Linked DNA regions of Mus musculus: regions 1, 2, 3, 4, 5 and 7 are each linked to region 6. A link is a contact called in public promoter capture Hi-C data. All regions are on one chromosome and are shown on one strand. The core of a region is the stretch at or near the end of the contact, and the rest is flanking DNA. Distances in the headings are between cores, read along the strand shown.

Evidence for each region. Promoter capture Hi-C pulls out the DNA fragments that hold promoters and counts their contacts.
Region 1: a promoter capture Hi-C map of pre-B cells shows a contact between it and region 6, with 2.8 times the contacts expected there. The contact joins the promoter of Pimreg here to the promoter of Pafah1b1 in region 6. A contact is called at or near these places in 2 of 39 promoter capture datasets (cranial neural crest and pre-B cells).
Region 2: a contact with region 6 is called in a promoter capture Hi-C map of stem cell-derived epiblast-like cells, with 4 times the contacts expected there. The contact joins the enhancer-like site here to the promoter of Pafah1b1 in region 6. A contact is called at or near these places in 7 of 39 promoter capture datasets (the C10 cell line, cranial neural crest, frontonasal cranial neural crest and 4 more), 1 of 484 Hi-C or Micro-C datasets (embryonic stem cells) and 2 of 115 datasets of contacts at active chromatin or transcription factors (embryonic stem cells and pro-B cells).
Region 3: a contact with region 6 is called in a promoter capture Hi-C map of liver, with 2.6 times the contacts expected there. The contact joins the promoter of Xaf1 here to the promoter of Pafah1b1 in region 6. A contact is called at or near these places in 2 of 39 promoter capture datasets (hippocampal neurons and liver).
Region 4: a contact with region 6 is called in a promoter capture Hi-C map of cranial neural crest. The contact joins the promoter of Tekt1 here to the promoter of Pafah1b1 in region 6. A contact is called at or near these places in 3 of 39 promoter capture datasets (cranial neural crest, frontonasal cranial neural crest and hippocampal neurons).
Region 5: a promoter capture Hi-C map of embryonic stem cells shows a contact between it and region 6, with 7 times the contacts expected there. The contact joins the promoter of Ube2g1 here to the promoter of Pafah1b1 in region 6. A contact is called at or near these places in 5 of 39 promoter capture datasets (cranial neural crest, embryonic stem cells, frontonasal cranial neural crest and 2 more), 2 of 484 Hi-C or Micro-C datasets (both in embryonic stem cells) and 2 of 115 datasets of contacts at active chromatin or transcription factors (both in embryonic stem cells).
Region 7: a promoter capture Hi-C map of hippocampal neurons shows a contact between it and region 6, with 4 times the contacts expected there. The contact joins the promoter of 4933427D14Rik here to the promoter of Pafah1b1 in region 6. A contact is called at or near these places in 3 of 39 promoter capture datasets (hippocampal neurons, liver and pre-B cells), 1 of 484 Hi-C or Micro-C datasets (B cells) and 2 of 115 datasets of contacts at active chromatin or transcription factors (astrocytes and large pre-B cells).

What each region holds. Positions count from the first base shown.
Region 1 is chr11:72,040,647-72,043,770 of GRCm38.p6, forward strand. It overlaps Pimreg (PICALM interacting mitotic regulator), which reads left to right and starts at 1,856. Exons shown (of 6, transcript NM_144526.3): 1 at 1,856-1,888; 2 at 2,371-2,691. The coding sequence starts at 2,404. It also overlaps a transcript of Aipl1 not described here.
Region 2 is chr11:72,579,846-72,583,261 of GRCm38.p6, forward strand. The region is part of intron 2 of Gm51906 (a long non-coding RNA gene); the gene reads right to left. Among named protein-coding and RNA genes, the nearest start is that of Gm51906, 26 kb to the right of the region's middle. Within about 2 kb of position 1,931, at least 28 of the 459 cell types and tissues checked have an H3K27ac peak or open chromatin away from gene starts, as enhancers often do. A contact at or near this core is called in stem cell-derived epiblast-like cells, where this site is marked.
Region 3 is chr11:72,299,912-72,303,044 of GRCm38.p6, forward strand. Xaf1 (XIAP associated factor 1) reads left to right here and starts at 1,718. Exons shown (of 6, transcript NM_001037713.4): 1 at 1,718-1,798. The coding sequence starts at 1,767.
Region 4 is chr11:72,360,371-72,363,918 of GRCm38.p6, forward strand. It overlaps Tekt1 (tektin 1), which reads right to left and starts at 1,512. Exons shown (of 8, transcript NM_011569.3): 1 at 1,423-1,512. It overlaps Gm34317 (a long non-coding RNA gene), which reads left to right and starts at 1,544. Exons shown (of 7, transcript XR_003949575.1): 1 at 1,544-1,621; 2 at 3,160-3,184.
Region 5 is chr11:72,605,640-72,608,772 of GRCm38.p6, forward strand. Ube2g1 (ubiquitin-conjugating enzyme E2G 1) reads left to right here and starts at 1,622. Exons shown (of 6, transcript NM_025985.4): 1 at 1,622-1,996. The coding sequence starts at 1,951. Gm51906 (a long non-coding RNA gene) reads right to left here and starts at 1,524. Exons shown (of 4, transcript XR_003949712.1): 1 at 1,302-1,524.
Region 6 is chr11:74,723,041-74,726,128 of GRCm38.p6, forward strand. It overlaps Pafah1b1 (platelet-activating factor acetylhydrolase, isoform 1b, subunit 1), which reads right to left and starts at 1,344. Exons shown (of 11, transcript NM_013625.4): 1 at 959-1,344.
Region 7 is chr11:72,205,311-72,208,734 of GRCm38.p6, forward strand. 4933427D14Rik (RIKEN cDNA 4933427D14 gene) reads right to left here and starts at 2,172. Exons shown (of 19, transcript NM_001361564.1): 1 at 1,886-2,172. Txndc17 (thioredoxin domain containing 17) reads left to right here and starts at 2,244. Exons shown (of 4, transcript NM_026559.3): 1 at 2,244-2,458; 2 at 2,943-3,024; 3 at 3,420-3,424. The coding sequence starts at 2,314.

The DNA.
Region 1 (3,124 bases), core at 606-3,105, 2.7 Mb before region 6:
GGGGAGTGTTTGTGTGTGTGTGTGTGTGTGTGTGTGTGTGTGTGTGTGTGTGTGTGTATGTGTGTGTGGTTTCTTTCAAAGAGTGGTCTTAAACATGATATGTCCTGTGCAAAAAACAAAACACAAACACACAGTCACAAAGATAAATGCCTACAAACATATCCTCTGCCTAGCCAGCTCATTGTCAAGGTCTCACGTTTAGATAACGGTACAGTTCTCTGATTGATTATTGGAGATTTGGTCTGGAAATACTTGTCTCTCTACACATGCTGAACTTGAGACCCATGGGTGTAAGAAGGAAGAAAGCACAGAGTTTAATAAGTCACAAGTTCCCCTTGGTGAGATTAGAGAGACTTTGGGGGAGCAGGGAACCAGTGTCTTGGCTCTGTTGGCTTTATGCAGCCAGCAGGAGGTGACAGGACCCAGAAGAGTGCTGGCTTCAGGAGTCAAGGGAGAGACCCCAGCTGGAAAAGGGTGGGGTCTGAGGAGCAACAGTGAGGGGGTCAACCCTGGTCACACAGACAACGTCCCTGCATGCATGGCCTTTGGGTCCTTCACCCTGCTACAGTTAGTGAGTGAAGTGTACGGCCAGTCTCTCCACACCCCAGCTACCTCACAGAGCTGCAGAGCACTGGGGATAAACTGGGCTTGCTGATAGAAAGGGAGTGTTTGCAAGTGCTACACACAAATCAACCATTATTATTATAGGGGGTTGGGAGGTAAACACTGAGGTCAGGAGAGGGTCAGACAATCCTGACACCAGGAAGAGGCCTGAAGAGTCTCTAGGAGTCTCACTCCAGGCTGAGGAAAGGAGAGAGGAGGGAGAAGAGAAATTCTTTTTTGAGGACCGATAAGAAGGCCCCATTGTGGTGGCACGCCAGGCCCCTTGATTTCAATCTTGGGGAGGCTGAGTGTGGCCAGTTAGAACCAACCACCTCTAACTCCAGCTCCAGAGGGTCTGACTTCCTCTTCTGTGTCGCCACCACGCCACCCCACAGGCATTTACATGCACAGAGACATATAATTAAAAATAAAAATATTTTTTTTAAAAAAAGTCAAAACCATAAAAATGAAAGCATGGGAGAAAGTGACCCAGCCTGGGTTGCTGTTGTTTGTCGTCGTCGTCTTTGTTTCTTGTTTTGTTTTTTTAGCTTGCTGGCAGACTACAGGAAAGAAAGATTGAAAGATGCGTAGAGCAAGACCCGGCAGAGGAACTGACCTAACTGTGGAGAGGGTGATCTACAGTCTGTCCCCTCCTCTGAGATGTGCTTTCTTGGGCGCCGCCAGCAGGGTGTTTGTTTGAGGAACAGACAGGGGCAGGGCCATCTCGCAGGAAGGAAGAGAATTACGCGGGGAATTTGAAACAAAACTTCCCAGGGATCGCAAAGCTCGGCAGTCCCAGCCTATCGCTTTGACAAAACTACTTATCGTGGGAGAGAAGTTAGGCGGGGTGAAGGACTGAAAGGGGCGCGTGCCCTGGGTGGCGGTGACCTGAACCCCCGCAGCATCCTGCACCCTGACCTGCATGCTTGAAGAAGAGAGCTTGGGAGAACGATGGACTAGGCGCGGTCGCCTGGGACCAAGCAGCCGGGATGTAGGGAGGCGGGCTGGTCGGTAACAGTGATCCGGTGGCGACCTGGACCCCTCTGCGGCGAGCCAGGTGGGGGGTCTACGAACGATGTATGGGCGTGGCCAGGCCAATCCCAAAGCAGGATTTACAGTCACGAGAGAAAAAGACCAATCGAAATCCGGGGCGGCGGTGGTGGATGGCTGATAGGGCCAATGGGCTGCAAGCGCCGGGGCGGGGCGGGGCCGCGCGGAGTTTCAAATCGGCTGCGGTGGGCTAGGAGAGGGTGTTGATCTTCGGGTCCGGGTATCGAGCAGGGAGGTGAGCATGCGGGGTTACCGAGGGGCTTAAGGAGGGGGGTGGGGGACGGTCTCACGGGGAGCTCTGAATGGGGAACGGGTCAGGAGCTCTGGATAGGACCCACAAGACAAAGGGAATGTCTAGGAGTTGCAAACGCCCCATCGGATCCGAGGCCTTGGCTGGATTGCTAAATCTGCTCCGGAGAGGAAAATTTGTGAAAACAGCATACTGCTGGTGCCCTGCGTAAGCGCCGAGGCTCCGTGACCTGTGTGCCACTCCACTTAGCCTATGGGGAATAGGCTAGGATGGAAAGACGGACAAATTGCCGCCTTGCAACGGAGGCAGCTGCTGACCATGATGCCATTGGTCATCTTTCTGGCATCCACAATTGCCCAACAGGCCTACCCCGCGAGGTTCCACTTCATCTCTTTCCCAGTTCCCAAGGTCCCTGGAGCCTTGGAATGGGGTCAGGGAGTACTTTGATGACCTTTTGACCTCCCCAGGATCTAGCGGGCAGCGGAAACTGGACCAAGCACATGGCGTCTCAGTGGCAGGGCATGAGGACCTCTGTGCGCAGACGATCACTCCTAAAGGAGGAACAGCTAGAGAAGAAGGAGGTGACCCGGTCTGCTGGGGGTCATCCGGAGACCGGTCCCTTGGGCTCCCTGTGCAGACAATTCCAAAGGAGGCTGCCTCTGAGAGCGGTCAGCCTGAACCTCGGTAACGGCCCCTCCTGGAAACGCCTGGAAAGTCCAGAGCCAGAGCAGCAAGGTCTTCAGGCTGCAGCTCGCTCAGCCAAAAGCGCCTTGGGTGCCATGTCCCAGGTAACAATGACACCACCAGCCGTCTGTTTACAGAAGCGTCCTTGGTGTTGACTGTCCCTATCCTCAGGGAGACCCCAGGAATATAGACTCCATGGGGTCTTGGGGTTTGATTAGGTTCTTGCCATTTTCCCAGAACCCCGGTCATTCTGGCACATAATAGTTTCCCAACAAATCAGTAGGTGAATAAAGTCATGGAAGAAATTGGTGTTCCCCATGCAAGGTGACCTGCCATGTCCTGTGATAGAAAATTGCAGGAAATGGCTATCTATAAAGAGATACCAGTCTCAAGCTTAGTGGATAAAGACTTCCTAGAATAGGTGACTCTTCCAAGATCACTCAGGAAAGGGGAGGTGTATGTAGGCACAGGGCCAGTGGGATGCTGTGAGTGAGTCCAGCGTGGATGCTGAAGAGAAGAGTCCCCAGTGTGAAGCTA
Region 2 (3,416 bases), core at 681-3,180, 2.1 Mb before region 6:
GCTCTGGAGATTATTGTCCAGGGATCTGAGCAGGTTAAGCATATTTTCTATCACTGGGCTGTGCTCCCAGCCCAACTATATGTTATATTTTATTAAAAAGAATAACAAGCTGGAGAGAGGCCTCAGTAAAGTGCATGTTAGGTAAACGTGAGGACCTGAGTTCAAATTCCCAGCACCCAGTGCTAGGATTAAAAGCATGTACCATCATGCCTGACTTTTAGGTATTTAAAAATGTTTTACATATATATGTATGTGTATGTATACATACATACATATGTATATATTTTTAAAACAACAACAAAAGCAGCTGTTTAGCCCTGTCTGGGCCAAGCCCTGTCCCCTGCTCAGTTTTCCATCTATTTAAGAGGACTTTGGAAGAAGAAGATATACTTTAAGTCTCCCAGGTAACCAAGCAACCGGGTACTTTAGCAATGGCCATGAGTTAGCATTTGATGGCATGAGGGAGGGGGCAAAAAGGAAATGTCATAGGTGAAATCAGGATGTAGTTGGGGTCACCTGAGGGGCAGAATCTCTTCTCTGGCTCTGAACGGATAACTGCAGGCTAAGCTGTACCTGCCTAGACTGGAAGAACCAGGATTCTGACAGCTCACAAAGATGTCAGTTCTCCAGGTTTCCCCTTGCATCTGCCCATGGGAGTCCTTGGGTGACCCAAGGAAGGAATGGAGCCTGCAAGGAGCAGGGTTGGGGGTACCTGAATGGGGGCTCTGGCTGACCTCTGATCTCCACATGTTCACCTTAGCTTAAGCATACCTCACCCTAAAGTAAATAAACAGGCTGGTGATGATTCGCCTGGAATTTGCTCTGTAGACCAGGCTACCTAGAACTTACTCTGTAGACTAGGCTGGCCTCCAACTCAGATACACCTGCCTTTGCCTCCCACATGTTGAGATTGAAGGCCTGTCCACCTGATGACACATACTTTAACGTCAGCATTTGACAGGCAAAGGCAGGCAGATCTCTGAGAATTTGAACCTAATGTGGTCTATAGGGCAAGTTCCAGGTCAGTCAGGGCTACACAGTGAGACCCTGCCTAAAAACCAGTAACAATAAAAAACTAAAACAAAAACCAAAGTGAATAAATAAATATAGTTTAAAAAATACATATATGCCGGGCGTGGTGGTGCATGCCTTTAATCCCAGCACTTGGGAGGCAGAGGCAGGCGGATTTCTGAGTTCGAGGCCAGCCTGGTTTACAAAGTGAGTTCCAAGACAGCCAGGGCTATACAGAGAAACCCTGTCTCAAAAAACCAAAAACCAAAAACCAAAAACCAAAAAAAAAAAAAAAAAATGTCTGGTGTGGTGGCATACCCCTTTGATCCCAGCATTTGGGAGGCAGAGGTAAATGAATCTCTGAATTTGAGGCTAGCCTGGTCTACATAGTGAGTTCTAGGACAGCCGGGGCTATGCTAGAGAGACCGTTTCAAACAACAAACAAACAAAACCCCCTTTTTAAAAAAAATGTAATCATGGGTCTGAAGAGATGGCTCCGTAGTTAAGAGTATGCACTGCTCTTCCAGAGGACCCAGGTGAGTTCCTCCAGGACTCATATCAAGCTGCAGCTCCAGGGGATCGAAGGCCTCTGGGCAATATGGGCACCTGCACTCATGGGCACAAGGCCACCCACACATGTATACATAGTTTTACAATAAAAGTTAATCATTAAAAGTAAACAAATGAAAATGTGGCTCATGTTCATGACATAATTTTAAAATAAAAAAGTAATCATTAAAAATAAGCAACTGAAAATGTGGCTTGTGTTCTTGACTTCCTTGGTGGGGGTGGGGGAGTGCAGGAGAAGAGAGAAGGTAACCCTTCTGGCCTCACTTTGGCTTCCTCTCTCTTCAAGCTTAGGCTCTAACTGACCTGCCTGTTGTACCACAGTGTATTCCAAGGAGGTGGCTCTCATGCTGTGCGAGAGCCAGGATCCTGCCTGGCAACTTCTGAGTCAGGTCTCCGTTAACAGAGGGTGTCTATGTGGACATGTGGTTTGGCAGTCTTGAGATGCTAGCTCCCAAGTCTCAGTGGGAAGTAAGAGACAGCAAGGTACACTCTCAGAGAGGCCTGACCTCAGCAGGAGGCTGCCTCCTTACAAAGGTTTCTGACCTTTCTCTTAATACTGGAGCCAAGGAAAAACATTCTTGAATCAGAAGCATAGAAGCACCTCGTTCCCTCAGCTTCTTAGGAGCAGAGGACTTAATTGATCTTATTTCATTTTCATGTCATGCCTAGCAACCACTCCACCAACTCCTGTGATAGAGCAGCCTTGGCTACCTGACCAAGTCCCTCTCCTGCCTGGGGCCTCATTGGCAGGAATAGAGGCTTGGCTCCGAAAGCTGCCTGTGATCAGGTGTCCTCAGGTGGCTCTTGTGCAAGAGGCCAGGTGACGGGCTTTAGGAGGTGGCCTTCTGCCACATCTGCAGAGAGGGGAGCTTGTTTTCCATTCTTCCTGAGAATTCCAGAAGCTGAAGCCTGAACCCAGCAAGCTGGGGCTTCTGGGCTTAGTGTTCTTCTGGGTGGGCTTTCGCTCATCACGCTGCCGCTGTTCAGCCTCTGTCTGAAGCTCAGAGAGAAGCCAGCAGAAGGACAGGGCCAGCAGGGACCAGAACTGCCAAGGCTGGGGACATCCGGAGCCTGGATCAACTTAGACATGCCTGCCTTAGCCTGAGGTCAGGAAACCTAATACACCTTCTCCTTGCTGCGGCAGGAGGGTAAAATGCAGGGTGGTGCTGGCTGTTTGCAACCAAAGAAGACATGGACATATGGTACTATTCACATTTTAAAATAAGTTTTAAAAATTACATTTACTTATGTATTTAGATTTTCCGTTGTTATTTATTTGGTCAAGTTTTCTTGCTTTCTTTTTTGTTTCTTTTGAGACAGGGTGGGGGTGGGGTCTCATATGTAGCCTTGGCTGGCCTGGAAGCTCCCTATAGATCAGGCTGGCCTAGAATACATAGAGATCCACTTGCCTCTGTCTCCTGAGTGAGTGCTGGGATTAAAGACATGGACCACCATGCCCACACTGTTTGTTTATTTATCTTGGTGGGGTAACACACATGAGCTAAGGTGCACACGTGGAGGTCAGAGGACAACTTGTAGGAACTGATTCTCTCTTTCCACTCTGTGGGTTCAAGAGATCAAACTCGGGTTGTCAGACTTAGTAGTAAGTACCTTTACTCATTGAGCCATCGTACCAGCCCTATTCATATTTTAATAAGAGGGTGACAGTGCAGATTAATATCAAAGAGAAGAAAATTCATAAATCCCTATCAATAACTTAGGCAGGGGCTGGAAGGGATGGCTCAATGGTTAGGAGCACTTTGCTCTTCCTGCACAGTTGGGCGGCATACACACACCCGAAACTACAGCTCCAGGGAATCCAATGCCTTCTTCTG
Region 3 (3,133 bases), core at 468-2,967, 2.4 Mb before region 6:
AACATTTGTGTGTGTAGAGATCAAAGAACAACTCAGTGGAGTTGGTTCTTCCTTCCACCACGTGCATCCCGGGGATTAAACTCAAGCTGTCAGGTTTAATGGCAAGTGCCTTTATCCGCTGAGCCAGCCATATATGAAATGTGTGCTATATTTTTTCTTCATTTTTATTTGACATTTTAATGCATGTATGTAATGCAACTTGACCATGTTCCCGCACCTCTCTGCTTTCTTGCACCCTGCATTCATGCCAAGGGCACACAAGTGGAAGTGATTCACTGCTGTGTGTAGCATCACTGGGTGACAAGACTTCTGCAGTTCTTCAGGTGTAATCTTATATGGCTACTGTGCTATGTACAGTTGCACTGCTGACAGAAACATCATTATTCCGTACACGGCTGTATTTGTGAATGTATCAGTTGTCACTGAGATATACTTTGTGATGTGTGTGTGTGTGTGTGTGTGTCTGTGTGTGTGTGTGTGTGTGTGTGTGTGTGTGTGTGTGTGTGTTAGATCCTAACCCCAAAGCCTTATGCATGGTAGGCAAGTGCCATACCGCTACCTCTACTCCAAAACCCTTTGATCATTTTCATTTATCTAATGACGCCCTGTTTCTTCCTTGGAAGGGGGGTGGTGGTGGTGGAATGAACACAGGAAACCAGCAAATCGACTGACTTCCATCATTTTGCACTGTGATAATTTTGGACATGGGCTGCCTTTAACACAATTTGTTTTCTTTGAACCTCATGAGGTCAGCTAGCCTTGTTGGGTAACTGCCTGAGGCTGTGGCACCTCGCTGGAACAAACATATACTGACACAGCAGCAGTTTTGCATGCAAATTCTAGGAGCACCTGGACCTTAAAGTTGCCTGGGAGCTCCAGTGTAACCCGGTCAGCCAGGAGACAGTATCCAGAAGGCTGAGGTGACTCAAGCTCCCAATTGGTTATCTTGTCTGGATCTGAGCACAGCTCCTCCAGCTCCGTGCCTGTGGCAGAAGGGTCACACCTTGGACCACGTTACCTGGGAACTTCTGTGCAGGTTATTCAGCCCCTTGCTGCTCGATTTTACCAGTGAGCATGGGATAGCAAGACCTCCTCATGGTTTCTGTCATCTTGGCTTACATTATTGTTTGCCATTATTGTTTGCTTTGTTTTGTTTCCCAGCAGAGGACAACCTCAGGAGACACAACACAGTTATCCCTGGCCATTCCCAAGACTTGCCCCAAACCCTGTAGCCTGAGCATCCAGCACCCAGAACCCCCTGCTCAGTTCCTCACAGACTTTGTTTTCAAAGTCACCACAAACTGGAACCCACACAGGGGTACAGAGCTTGCAGGAGCTTCTTCTTCAGAGAGCAGACTCAAGCTTAGCATCTCAGGAGAGACCAGACAGAAACAGTAGGAGTCAGTCACAGGTTGAGAAGTGGGCAGGGACCCCATGGAAACAAAGCCAGTCAGGGAGGGAGGGGGAGAAAGGGAGGAATTGTTGTGCTGCCCAGAGGAAACCCGACAGCTAACGCCCACCCTGGAGGTCACAGTCACGGTAGCACAGAGGCTGCACAGGACAAGGGGCATGACAGAGGACTAGCCCATGCTGCAGAATGGCCTTCTGGGAGTGTCTAGCTGCCAGGATCTGGGAACCGCCCTGAGCTGAGAATTTTTGAAGTCTCCTCCCTGCCGCTGTGAGTCAGGCTGGGCAAACACTTTCAGTTTTGTTTTCCTGTGTGCAAAGAAACGAAACTCCACAGAAGCACTGCAGGAAGCTTGACCATGGAGGCTGACTTCCAAGTGTGCAGGAACTGGTAAGAAGGCATTTTCTCCAGGGCTGGCCAGACAGAGGGGCAGGGCAGAGCAAACAAATTCTGAAGTGATGGGGATGAAGTACAACACCAGAGGGCAAGCCGAAGGGGACTGGAACCTCTGGAGTGAAGAGGTTCCAAATCTCTAAGTAGAGTGCTCAGTGGTACCTCAATATCACTGTTCCCTCTTAGCTTGGGTATTTCAGGCTGGCTAGTTTTAGCCATGAAGTATGGAGGGACTGGTCCCTAGCAGGCTATTCCTGTCAGAGCTTAGATCCGTAGCAGGGGTGGGGGGCATCGTGGTCTTCCCACCCATCTGTGAGAGGACCCTTTGAGAGATGTTCCAGGGTTATTCCTGTCCTCCGCCTGACAAAGGAGCTGGGAGATAGAACATGGAGGGCTGAGCAGGAGGCAAGGACCACACCTCCAAGTAAAAAGAGCTGGTTCCTCAGCAGACCCCACCTGTTGCAGTAACTGGGGTAAAGCTCCACAGAGATCTTTGTTCCACTTCACCTTTCAGGATCTCTGGTCTATGGAGTATGGAGGCAGGCAAAACAGAGAGGGCAAACAGAGCAAAGGACGTCATTCTGTGCGGTTGTGGGGACAGCTGGATCAGGCTAACAGCAGTGAGGCCATGAACCAGATCACAGGGGCCTGAACAATTGGAGGCCATGAGCCAGATCACAGGGCCTGAACAATTGGTCCTTTAAGGATACAGCCTGTTTCCTTTCTCCCGAGCTGCCGTGAGCATGAGCAGATGGAATGGGTTGGCAGCGTTCCTGGTGATGAGCCTATCAGAGGAGGACACCCTGCCCTACAAGACTCCCCTGCATCTCAGATGCTCTCTGGGTAGCTGCAAGGGAGCCCAGGGACGGGAGACAGCGTGGTGGATGGACTTTTGCTCTTGAGAGTTGGGAAACCCTTGGAGGGTCTGAGGTGTGGTCAGGGCAGAGCTGCACTGCTGTGCTCCCTTGTTCTCGTGATGGCCTTTCTAGGAGATAACTGGAAAAGGATAGAACTTTACCTCCCCCAACCCTGTCTCTGTGGGGTGATGCTGAGGAGTCGTTCCAGGCACTGAGCCTAGGGCATTGCACAGAGCAGCCAAGCACTCTGAGCTGCGTTATCCCTGGCTCTGTTTTTCCCTTTCCTTTTGACACAGAGTATCACTAAGTTGCCTAGGCTGATCTTGAACTTACTCTATAAGCACAGATAAGCCTTAAACTAGCCATCTTCCTGACTCAGGCTCCTGAACCCCTGTGCCAACAGCCCTAGCTAACTTGTACATGTTTGAAATATACATCTTGATACACAGTACTTATTTGTGAAACCATCTTACAA
Region 4 (3,548 bases), core at 262-2,761, 2.4 Mb before region 6:
ATGTGGAGTTCTTGTTGCTCTCGGTGAATCATAGAACAGTGTACTGGCTAGTCTTATGTCAACTTGACACAAGCTAGAGTTATCTGGCAAGAGGGAACCTCACTTGAGAAAATGACTCCATGAATCTGGCTGTGTGACATTTTCTTTATTAGTGATGTATGGGGAGGGCCCAGGCCTTTGTGGGTGATGCTAAGCCTGAGCTGATGGTCCTGGGTTCTGCAAGAAAGCAGATTGAGCTGGGCAGTGGTGGTGCCTTTAATCCCAGAACTAGGAAGGCAGAGGCAAGTGGATCTCTGAAAATTTGAGACCAGCCTAATCTACAGAGTGAGTTCCAGGAAAGCCAGGGCTACACAAAGACACCCTGCCTTGGAGAAGAAAAAAGGAGAGAGAGGGAGGGAGGGAGGGAGGGAGGGAGGGAGGGAGGGAGGGAGGGAGAGAGGGAGAGAGGGAGAGAGGGAGAGAGGGAGAGAGGGAGAGAGAACGAAAGACAAGGAAGGAAGGAAGGAAGGAAGGAAGGAAGGAAGGAAGGAAGGAAGGAAGGAAAGAAAGAAAGGAAGAAAAGAAAGAAAGGAAGAAAAGACAAGGAAGAAAGGAAGGAAAGAAAGAAAAAAGAGAAAGAAGGGAAGGAAGGAAGGAAGGAAGGAAGGAAGGAAGGAAGGAAGGCAGGCAGGCTGAGCGAGCCATGATGAACAAACCAGTTAGCATGCCCTTCATGCCCTCTGCATTAGCTCCTGCCTCTAGATTCTTGCCCTGTTTTGAGTTCCTATCCTGACTTCCTTCAATGATAAACAAGCAATATGAACATGTAAGACAAATATGCCCTTTCCTCTCCAACTTGCTTTTTGATCATGTTGTTTTGTCACAGCAATAGAAACCCTAAGACAAGCAGTATTCTTTCAAATACATGAACCCAGACATGTTGTATAAGAAATGAACAGATGTGACGTCTGTAAGCCAACATCTGGGCATTGTGACTACAGGATAAAGACAAGGAACAGGGGGTAAGGCAGCCTCTGGAGACAGTTGCGGGGGAAAAAAAATATGATCCCCTGGCTCTGAACGACATCACATCTGTCTTCCATAGGCAAAGCTGAACTCTGAAAGCCTCCCGCTCTGGACTCTATAACCCTAGTATTTACCCTAGGGGCCTCTGAAGCCGTCACAACCAAGGATGGATTCAGATCTTGACTAGGCTAAGCATCAGGCCCCATGTAACCCCCTCAGACACTCCTGAGCTCTCCAGTTCAGTCCCCTCCTATGGTCTCTCCCGAGTCTGTCTCAGCGTGGCTCTCTGAGATATAACTTTGAACAAGTGTGAATAGTCTCGAAGAGGGGACCGATATCAGTGCTAACCGCTGATACAAAAGACACACCGCGTGGGTAGGGAGAAGGGGTAGGTGAGGTGGATCGGGGCTCACTTACCTTAGTTCATTAAAGAACACAAGCTTCTGTAGGGCACTCCTGACCCCAACCAGAGCTCCTGGTTCTGAGAGAACCAGCCGAGAAAACTGCGGTCTCTATGGCAACCGGACGGACGCAACGTTGCCCTAGTTAGAAGACTGCGCAAGCGCGAATGTGAGAGTGGTGCTAAAGGGTAACCCGAGCAAACAAGACAAAGAAAGTAGGTGGTCCGAAGTCTGATCCTGCTGAGAAAACGTCAAAACACGGGGCAGGAGATTGGGTCACTCGGGGTTCCCGTTCCCCGAGTCTCTGACTCCATAGATGCACAGCGGGTCGGTCTTGGCGCTGTCCTGAGCCGTAGATGACCCGGGACCACAGAGATACACACACTGCGTTCCACGTGGTCGTTGCTCCAAACCTGGAGCAAAGGACCTGCAAACCTAGCGACACACAGGGTGCATGGGTAGCTCCAGACAGGGGTAGGCAAGAATGGGTTTTCGGCCAGGTATCTTCTCCCAAGGCGTAAAACTCACCAAGCACTGAGCTTTTTCTCGGTTAAGATCGCACTGCTACGTGATCTTCAAACTGTTGTGGATTGAGTTAAAATTAGGCTTTCAGGACGCCAGCCACTCGGTGCCACGGCCATGAGTTTAACATAGCCATACACCATCTTCAAACGTTCGTTTTACAGGCAGCACGTTTATTTAAAAAACAAAAAAACAAAAACAAAACAAAACAAAAAAACCCTTTGCATTACTACTGGAAATGGGAAATTGGCGCTGTCTGTGTGGCAGAAAAAGCAATCATAAAGGTGAACACGATGAAACAAAGGCATAAAATTTATAACAATGTGAAGGCACTGATGAAGGGCTGGAGAGATGGCTCAGCGGTTAAGAGGACTGACTGCTCTTCCAGAGGTCCCGAGTTCAATGCCAAGCACCCACATGGTGGCTCACAACCATCTGCAATGAGATCCAGTGCATACCTTCTGGTGTGCATGAAAACAGAAAACAGAGCACTCCTAGTCATAAAATAAATACATAAACAAATCTTTAAAAGAAAGAGAAAGAAATGAGGGAAGGAAGGAAGGAAGGAAGGAAGGAAGGAAGAAAAAGCAGCGATGAGCTGGGTGTATCTGCTTATCCCTGGCATCTCAGCATGCCAGAAAAAGACCCTTAAGCTGAGGATTCAAATCTGAAAGACATATTGGAAATTAACACTCACCTTTCATTCATGTATGTATATATATATATATTGCTTTTTTTCAAGACAGGGTTTCTCTGTGTAGCTCTGGCTGTCCTGGAACTCACTTTGTAGACCAGCCTGGCCTGGAACTCAGAAATCCACCTGCCTCTGCCTCCAAGAGCTGAGATTAAAGGCGTGCGCCACCACTGCCCAGCTCATGTATCTATGTTCTTAATTCTGGTATTAATATTAATGAATACCTTAATTCAAAGACTGGGGTAGGCAAGGTGGCTCAGCAAGTAAAAGTGCCTCTCCAGAAGGAAAGACATGACTGCCACAAGTTGTCCTCTGACCTGCACAACCACACACACACACACACACACACACACACACACAGGGGAAAAGAATGGGAGGGAAGACAGAGAGAGGGAGACAAATAACAACAATAATAATATTAATAATAAATGTAAAACTGAAAAGGTTACTTTGCTAAAATAATAATAACCAAAAACAGGGTTGTGGGGAGCAGAACATTGATTTGATATCCACATTTCCTGCTATCTCTCATTCCAGGACAACATCATTTCTTTCTGTCCAGGTGAGTGAGCTGAGATGCACCTGCATCTGAGTGTTCAAACCCTTCACCACTAGCAACTGGCATTCCCCCCACCCCCAACTTGTTGGAAATACACATTCCTGAGCCCTGCCCGGGCCTTCTGCATCAGAAAACTTGGGTTAGCCCTACCATGTGAAGTTAGCAAGCTCCCTTCCCCACCCCAAGGTGTGTCTGAGACTCGAGTTCTGGGAGGAAATCTCTAGGGCTCAGAATGTTCTTGTTCAGAACCTATACAGCTAACAAGGGGACCTTGTTTTTCTATTCAAAGAAATTGTTTTCAGCCCTAGGAGCAGCCATACTGAATTCTGTTCAAAAATAAAAATGAGGGAAGAAAAGTAAGGCTTGA
Region 5 (3,133 bases), core at 372-2,871, 2.1 Mb before region 6:
ACACATGGTACACATAAATTCACCCCGGCTCATATATATACCCATTAAAACAAAATCCTTAAAAACAAACCCACAGAGGGATATGGTGGGGCATGGTTTTAGTTCCAATCCAGACAGAGGCAGGCAGATCTCTTGAGTTCGAACCTGCAACCTGGTCTGCAGAGGGGTTCCAGGACAGCTAGGGCTATACAGAGAAACTCTGTCTCAAAAAACCAAAACCAACCAACCAAAACAAACAAACAAACAAGCAAAACAACTACAAAAAACCAACCCCTCCCCTATCCCAACCATAAAGCTGGATTAGTCCCTAGGTGGGCAGTATTTCAAAATGGCAGATTCACTCAATGTTTGTTTCTTTGGTCTGGTGGGACAGTGCTAGGGAGGTAAGCCAGGGCCTTGTGCCTGCTTGCCCAGTAATTTTTATTACATGCCTAACGGAATCTGCTCCTCTTGTTCACTTTACTTGGAGTTCACAGAAGCTTCATGCTTTTGTGGGTAGAAATGGACCTGATTTCCTATGCACAGTTTTTGTTTTCTACAGTCCAGGTACAGGGAAGTAGGGATTGAACAAACACTTATTGAAAGAACAAGCAAGGGGCTGGAGAGATGGCTTAGCGGTTAAGAACACTGGCTGATTTCCCAAAGGTCCTGAGTTCAATTCTCAGCAACATGGTGGCTCACAACCATCAGTAATGGGATCCTATGACCTCTCTTGGTGTGTCTGAAGAGAACAACAGTGTAGTCATATACATAAGTAAATAAATCTTTAAAAGAAAGAAAGAAGAAACAAAATTGAGTGTCAATGTTACTTTTCCCCCTTCCCTTTTTTGTTTCTTTATTGCTACAGTGTTGACAAAGCACTCAACTGGGAAATGGGCAAGGAGGTTGGATAAGGTTGACTTTTCCTAATCTCGGCTTTCACACTTGGACTTTACATAGTAGGTGCCTTTTCTAGAGGAGTCTGATCTATTATGGATCCTCATCCCCAGACGGAGATTGGGTATCACTGTGCAGCGAAGGGGACCTGGGTCTTCTAATCCTCAGCCTCAAGTGTTGAGATTACAGGAGAATACCACCTGAATCCGAACCATTTATCAGGTTGTGCTAATCACAACTCTGCACTTTACTCAGTCTTACTATTTACTTAAACGTTTTCTGCTATGAGACTCATAACATTTTTATTTCAAGGACCATTCTGTGCATTCTTTATGAATTATCACCATGCACTCTATTTTGCGGCTGCTTAAAATGGTGCACACCAGTACTAAATTCGGCTTTGTAACAATGACTAATTCGCACACCTCCGATGTAGTGTTGGATGGCTGCTGGGTCCTCGCCAACATCTACCACTTCTGGTCCCATCACGCTTAGACCTCCTGCTTATACCGGGAGGCAGCGTCCTGACCCTCCGCGACCTCTTTGTCATGGCGTCCGCGGGGCGTCTACCAGCCGACGCTTCCGCAGCTGGGCGGGCGTGGACCTTCCCAAGATGGCGGGGCTGAGCCCACTGCGCGCGGTGGGCGGGGTTCCACCGCCGGAGGCGGGGCAGCAGGGCCGAGGGGTCGGGCTAGCAGGAGTGCTGCTTCTGAAGGAGGCAGGCTCAGCGCGCTTGCGCGGAGCGGCCCTGCGCGCAGTGAGGCAGTGGCGGGGGAAGGCACCGGTGGGGCCGACGGGCGGGCAGAGGAGGGAAGCGGGCGAGCGAAGTCCCAGTGCGCGCCGCGGCGGCCCGGGTACCCTCCCCTTCCGGGCGTGAGGCGCTGAGCGAGGAAAGCCGAGCGGAGCGGACTCGCATAGGCGGCGAGGTGCTTCTCGGGTCTCCCAAGACCGGCCTCCCCGCGGCTTCGGCGCTCCGGTCCGGGTTCCTCAACACACATCTAGCTCCAGGCACCGGCAGAGCTTGTCGCCAGTCCGTCGAAGTCCCGGTGGCGGCCCGGGCTCTCGGTGGGGAGGATGACGGAGCTGCAGTCGGCGCTGCTACTGCGAAGACAGCTGGCAGGTGAGCGGCGGGGCGCCGGGCCGCGATCGCGGACTGCCGAGCCACTCGCCTCCTCTCGCCCGCTCGGAGGCTGGGTGGTGGCGGGCCGCGAGGGTGGGAGCCCGCGAGTCGCGGCGAGCTGGCGACACTCCTGGCCCGGCTGTGGAGGGTGTTGGGGGCGGGGACGCTCCCCAGCCTCGCCCTCGGACGGGCCGGACGCCCTGGGCGGCTGCCCCCTCCCCCACGGCACTGGGGCGTTGCGGGGGAGGGGCGTGGGTCCCGGTCGGGCCGACCCTCCCTGAGGGGCGGATCCCGGGCTCAGGTGCGGCGGAGGCCGCGGAACCTCGGGGACCCCGGGAGCTTGCGGGGTCCCCGCGCGGCTGTGAGTCCGAGCCGTGTCGGGGGCCGGAGAGGGGAGGCGCGCCAAACTTCTGGCCCGGCAGCGCGGGGTTCGCGGAGTTAGGGCAGACAACAAAAGCGACGGCGGGGCTGGCCCGGGTGCTGACGCGGGGCACCGGGGGGCTCGGCGGGGAGCGCGACTCCGCTTCGCCTGCCTCCGCCTGGCACGAGCTCGGGCTGCGCCGCCCGTCTGGGGGAGGGTGGGCGCGGGCGCTGGGGAGAGCGGCTCGCTGGCCGGCCCGGGCTTTGTGCTCCGTGGGCACGGCTCGGGCTCCTTCGCGCAGGCTCGCGGCCACCGGGCTGCGGCCCGCCTTAGGCTCTGGCCAGGGGCGGCGGCTCAGTGCCTCCCCCGTGGAGTCTCTGTCCCCCTCCCCCATTGTCCCGGCCTCTGGCCGTTTGCGGCTTCCAGGTTGACTTTTTAGGGGGTTGGCTCCTACTCTGCTAGGACTGTGTGAGCGGAGCATGCGCGCTGGAGGCGTACGTGTGCGGAGTGGAAGGGGGGGAGGGAGGAGGCGGGTTGGTGCCTTCACAATGCCGCCCCACGTGCTGCCAGATTTAAAGAGAAATGAACCGGTAGTTAGCCCTGCTGTCCTACGCCAAGCGTGTGCCTGGCTTGGTTCAGGCGACTTCACCCCTCCTCAACCTGTAGCCAGTCCTCTCCCCCCACCCCCCTTTTAAACTTTCTGAAAGCCGGAATGTTGATAAATGAAATAGATTTCTATGAGTTTGAGGTGTCAGCTAAATCACCTTTATGACTTC
Region 6 (3,088 bases), core at 94-2,593:
TCCTGCGCTCCTCCCAAGGAGTTTCTTGCTAAGTCACTGGAAAAAGCAGGCAGGATAACAAATAAAGCCAGGCACCTTGCTTTCTCCTATCTCAAGACTGAAATTCTTTCCTCTTGGGAGACGAAATCAGCCCACCGTCTCAAAAAAACATTTTCTCACCTGGGAGGCTAGAGAGGGTAAATAGTCACAGCGTTTCCTAATGGAGTGGAGAGATGGGATGAAGGGAATGATCGAGAACCTGGGAGCTCAGTGTTAGCAACGTCAAAAGACAACTCCCGTGCGAGGAGTCAGTAGCAAAAAGGAAAATCCTGCCCGATTCGGTGGGTGGATGCTGCAGATCTTTACTGAATGCAGAGGCTGGACCACCACCGCACCGGGGGGCCGAGGGCCTGAGCGGCGGGCCATCCTCCCCGGGTCCACCCTCAACCTAAGGACAAGCGGAGAACCCGACGCCTGGAAGGCCTGGTAGCTGCTGGAGCCCCGGCGGCGAGTCGCCAGCCAAGGAGGGGTGGGGACTGCGGGTTCGCTTCCGCGGCCCAGGAGGGCTGAGCCCTTTCCCCAAGATCAGAGAGCGACCTGCTATCCACGCCCTTCCCACCCAAGAATACTTTTCTTGCTAAGTCACGGCGGCAGGAGGGCGATGCCGCCCGAGAGGCCACGGCTTGAACCCTCAGCAGCCTGAGTAGCCCACTGCCAGGGTCGGAGGAACCGGAGCCAGGGCAGCGCCCTCCCAGGCCAGGGCCCCCTCCTCGGTGCCTCTCACTCAACGGCCGTCGCGGCCGCCATTTTGAGAGCGAGGAGAGGAGAAGAAGAAGGAGGAGGCAGCGGCGGCAGGGGGAGGGGAGAATGGGAGGGAGGGGACCGGCGCAGCCACATCGTCAGGCCGCCGGCCCGGCCCGCAGCCACCCGAGCGCGATGGAAGAGACAGAGGGGAGGGCGCAGAGCGTCGCCGCCTTACCGGAGCGCTGCACCACCGCCTCCGCAGGGCCTCTTCCGTCCTTCACTCCCATCCACCAGCGGGGGAGGGGGAGGGAGAGGGAAGGGAGGAAGGAGGGAGGGAGGGAGGGAGGGGGAGGATGGCGCGCTGGGCCCGGTCCCGGGGAGGGGGAGGGGAGGGCCGCGGGCGGGCTCCTCGGCCGTTCCGGGGCTCGAGCCCTAGCCCAGCGTTCGCTCGTCCTCTCGCTCGCGCCTGAGCGCTCCCCTCCGGGTCCTCCTCGCTCCCTGGACTCTCGGCTCGCTGCTCCTTCGCTCCCTCACTCGCTATCTCGGCCGCCGGACTCCGCCGCCGCCCCGCCGCTCCAGCTCCGTCTGTCACAGGAGCTGCCCCAACGCCCTGACGTCACCGCGCCGCCGCCGCCCCAGACCCGCCAGGAAGAGGGAGGGGAGCGGAGGGCCCGCGGCGCATGCGCGGGCCGGGCCTGGGCCTGGGCCTGGGCCTGGGCCGCGCGCCCTTCCGCAGGGTGAGCTGGCGGCTGTACCCGAGCCGACCGGCGAGCTTGCGTCCCGTCCGCGGCTTTTCTCGCTTCTGCCCCCTGATCCCTTGGGAAGCTTCCCTTTTGCTCTAAACTGCCTGACGGCTGGCGTCCATCACGACTCTTGCTCTGCCTCAGCGGTCACTGCGCTGTCCCGGCGGACCGCGGGTACCCGGTGCACTGGCATTTCGGCCCCTGCTGGCTAGAGCAGGAGCCAAGCCAGGATGCTTCCTTTCTGCCTTAGCCTGTGGGATTATTCCCCATCCCCCACCTACCCACCCACCCAAAAGGACCAAAGTAAATTGGTGGGCTTGGGCAGAAGAGCTGTTGAGGTTAAAAGGCAGATGGATTGCCTTGTGTTCCTTTCTGGTACAGATTTTTAATCGGAAGGAATCGCCTGTAGATGTGATTCAGCTATTCTTTTCCTTAGTCACATGTATTCATCAGAGATTCTGGAAACTGAAATCCACAGAAAGACCTGGAACTTTATTCTCTACAAGACATGTCTGTGTTTTATTATATTATGAATTGTATATTGATGACAAATCTGGGGGGATTTGATGTCAATTTATTCCACAAAGAGACACTTGATTTTTGAAAGGGAAGGTTTGGGGCTCTGAATTATTCAATATAGGATATTTAAGTATTGAATGAGATTACTTCATTATCCACTTGTGTTTTCCAGCACTGAGGCTTAACTGATTCTATTGCGTCCCTCGATGAAGGTAAATACTGTAAAAATCACTTGGGAAGCTGCAGAGTTAATGTCTCCAGTATGAATCCTGGTGTCACCACTGGGAATGTGACCTTGACTAAATTATCATATCTCTTTTTGGCCTCAGTATCAGTATAAAATAAACCCAGTAGCCAAACAAAGTGGCACATGGCACGTAGCCCAAGCTACTCAGGAGGCAGGAGACCAGCAAGAGCCCAGAAGTTCTCTGCAAGCCTCAGGAGCATCCTTTTTATAAAAAACAAAAAACAATGATGATAGTAATAAACAAGCTAGGGTGACTCACATCTGTAATGCTAACACTGAGGAGACGGAGGCAGGAGACTTGCCACGAGTTTGAAGCCAGCATGGTGTATATAGTAAGACCCTATCTTAAAATAATGATTTAAAGCTGGACATGGTGTTTTAATATCAGCACTTTGGAGGCAGAGACAGGTGGATCTTTCCAAGTTCAAGAGCCTTCTCTACCCAGTGAATTCCAGGACAGACAACTACATAGAGAAACCCTGTCTCCAAGAATAAATAATAATGGAGCAAACCTTGGGTGGAAGGAAGCACACATCCCTTATTCCAGCATGGAATGGCTGAAGAATGAGGATCACAAGTTTAAGGGCTACCTGGAAAACTCAAATGTTTTTAAATTTATCACTTTTAAAAGGGTGAAGAGACAGCTCAGTAGGAGAGTACTTGCTGAGAGAAAGAAAAGAAAACATTATAGAATTGACATAGCTGTGAGGCTTTGTGAGATTAGATGTTGCATGGGTTAAGGCCTGAGGTTTGATGTGTAACTCATGTAACCATTACTATCTAGTACCAAAGCCAGGCTCTTTGTATTGGGATGGGCTATCTTTATCCCTAGAAATTTTTTTAAAAAACATAAACC
Region 7 (3,424 bases), core at 922-3,421, 2.5 Mb before region 6:
GACCTGCCTCCTTTCCCACAGGCTTAGAGGATTCCCATTGTATGTCTCCTCCATAACCGGCCCCGGCAATGGCTCAGCCAGAGGAGCTTCCTGAGCCGACTGCTGCCTCTCCCACAGGCCTGAAACGTCATAGCTGGTTTCTTCTTCCCTACCTCCTGGTACCACCACTGTCTGCAAACCTGGCAACTGTCCTTTTCCCCACAGTCCTGGAATACTTGCATCATCTGCCTCCTTCCCCAAAGCCCTGGGTGCTCCCATTGCCTGTTCTATACCCCACAGGCCCTGGGCACCTCGAGAACCTATCTCATGCTCCTCAGAAGCACACAATTCTACAGCCTGTGCTGCACCCCATGACCCCGGGTCACCTCCACATCTAGCTTCCTCTTCTCTAGCACAAGGCACTCCTACAAGCTGTCCCATGGTCCTTAGACCAGGAATACCCCTAGAACCTATATCTTCCATCTCTTGTCTCCTTTGCCACAACCCTGGGCCCCCGTGGGAGGTAGTTCCATCTTCCATGGCCCTGGGTAGTACCAGCAGGGCATCAGGGCCCCCTTCCATCAGCCCCCTTTCCCATAACATATGCCCATATTCAGCTCCTTCTGCCAGAGCCCCAGAAAACTGCCCTGACTGCCCTCCCCCACAGAGACATGAGGTACCCTCACATTCCCTCACTTCTCCAGCTCTGGGCCTTTTCAAGACCTGAGACCATCCTATGGCCTCAGGCACCACCACAGTTTGTCTTTTTTCCCAAGGTCCAGAGGAAACACAGTCTATCTTCTCTACTACCTCAGGTCCACCCACAGGAGGTGGTGTCTTCCCAGCTTGTCCCTGCCTACAAAGGATAGAGACTCTCTCACAACCGGCCCCTATTCCCCTAGCTGTGGGCAGTCCTGAGGCCTGGGGGAATGTCCTAGTATTGCCTCTCACCCAGGGTCCGGTGACACCACCTCGGCTGGTCTCTACCCAGGAAGCTCGCCCAGGAATACCCTTCTCGATCGGCCCCTCTCCCACGGGAACGGGATGGAGCTCCACTCTGCTTCCTTCCCAGCATCCCGACGCTACCCTCATAGCCTGCACCTTCAACCACAGTTCCAGGATGCTCTCATGGCCAAGTGTTCCTGGACGACCTTTTCTCTCACAGCTTGGAGAGCTCCTATTGTCTAGCTCCTCCTCCCCAGATACAGTCACCCACACAGACCCAGCAGGCCCAACCACCTCGGGCTCGCCCACAGTCCCGTTCACCCACACTGTCCTGGGGTCCATTGCTGCCTCAACCGAGCCTGCAGTCCCAGGTATCCCAAAGGCCCTGTTCACCCTAGCGGGGACTGCGGGCTCCGCAGTCCTCTTCTCTAAAGGCTGCTGACCATTCTGTAGCCACCCTATGTTTGCACAGAGCATCCGCCGCACTGAAGATCTCACCCGGCGCCTTACTCCATAGCCTCGGGATAACCCTGCACCCCACCTCCTCGCCCACAGAGGCCGAACACCCCGACGCAACCTGCGGGCCCTCATGCAATGAGCCGGCATCTTCGCTGCCAGTGTACACCTGCGTAGCCCGGGCAAGGGCCCCCGTGCCGGCGTCGCAGCTCCTGGACAATTCCTTTCCCCAATGCAACCTCAGACACGCTCTCTTTGCATCTGTTCCCCCGCACACGCACTCACAACACTCGGATCCAGTCCTCGCTGCCTTTCTGCCTCCCAGCTCTCTCCAAACCCCCGCCCGATCCCGGACGCCGCCCCCGGCCCCGGCCCCCCTAAAGTCTGACAAATAGAAAGGTAATAGGAGGGGCGGAGCTGCAAGGCAAGCCTGGGGCGAGGTCTCTCACTGTCTCTCTGTCTAATGCAGTTTCCCAGAATTCCCCCAGCTCCGGCCCAAGCCCACCTGGTTTGGGCGCGGCGCGGCCACCAAGAGATCGTAAGGCGACCCCACGCTAGGCCTCGCTTCCGGCCTCTCGCCCAGTCGTCATGGCAACAGGCGCGCGGCTGTTTGGGAGCCGTTGATCTTCCTGAGCCATTTGAGGATCAAGGTGTTGTACCGCGACGGGCTTTGCCGTCACTGTCCATGAAGCCAGGGTGGGGACCAGACCAGGTCAGGCGTCTAGTTGTCTGAGGGAAACTGGCGCCAAAAAGAAACTCCAGCAGACCAAAAGGACGGCCCTAAGGAGTTATGGCTATTCAAGGCTCCCGTAGCACCACTCTGCTGCGGCGGCCCCGCCCACCCGGAACCTTGTCCACGCCTTACTTGGGCCCCGCCTTGGGGGCGCAGGACCCTAGGGCTCCTCCCGTGCTCCTCTCCGCACTGTTGTACCCATGGCCACCTTCGAGGAGGTGAGCGTGCTGGGCTTCGAGGAGTTCGACAAGGCAGTGAAGGAGCATGAGGGCAAGACCATTTTCGCCTACTTCAGCGGTTCTAAGGATACCGAAGGGAAGAGCTGGTGTCCGGACTGCGTGGAAGGTGAGGCTGGGACCAGGACTGGGGGTTGCTGCGCCACAGCAGTGCTAGGAAGAAGGCCCCTGCTGAAGTCAGAAAGTGGGATGAGATGAGGATCTTGGTCCTGCAGACCCGCAGAAGCGCCTGAGCTGTACCCCGTCTCTCGTTAGGCCCTTACTGCCCCACCCAAGGATGACCCTCATTTTTATCATGGATTCGGATCTTGGAACCAGGTTCTTTAAAATTCTCAGTTCCCCAAACGATTAGTGTCTCATAAAAAAAAAAAAGACCAGACTCAGGAGTTGATCTTTCCGTCATCATATATGTATGCTGAGTTTTCTGATTGTGTCTTAAAGACAATCAGGACTAGGACTTAAGTGATTCACGAGTCCAGAGGACACGCGACTTTAACATCCTATCTTACAACCGGTTAAAGTCTAAGACTGGGGACGGGAGGGCGTGGGCTATCGCAGTTGATGTGTAATTACTTTTTAACTCTTTTAAAAAGCTGAGCCAGTCATTCGAGAGGGGCTGAAGCATGTTACCGAAGACTGTGTGTTCATCTACTGCCAAGTAGGAGACAAACCTTAGTAAGTCATGTATACCGTATCTCCAGACATGGACTATATTATTAAAAAGCTGGGTAAAAAGGACCTCAGATAATTGGTCAGGCTCTGTGTTTTAGGTATTGTCTGATAAGCTAAACAATTAGAATTACTGAATTCATATTTACAGTTTATGTTCAACCACATATCATCATTAATGAATTGGGTCTGGAATAAGTTCAGAACTCTATTGACTTTACATTTGTTTTATCTTAGCCACACTTTAAACTTTGCAGAAAGTGACACATAAGTTACAGTTCTCAAAATGTTTAAAGGTTAACAAAAGCAGTGGTTACAAGTATATTATATATAAGTCAACTGTTGAGTAAACTGTAATGAACCAAGTAGTATTTTTCATTATCTGTTTCATTTTGGAACAGCTGGA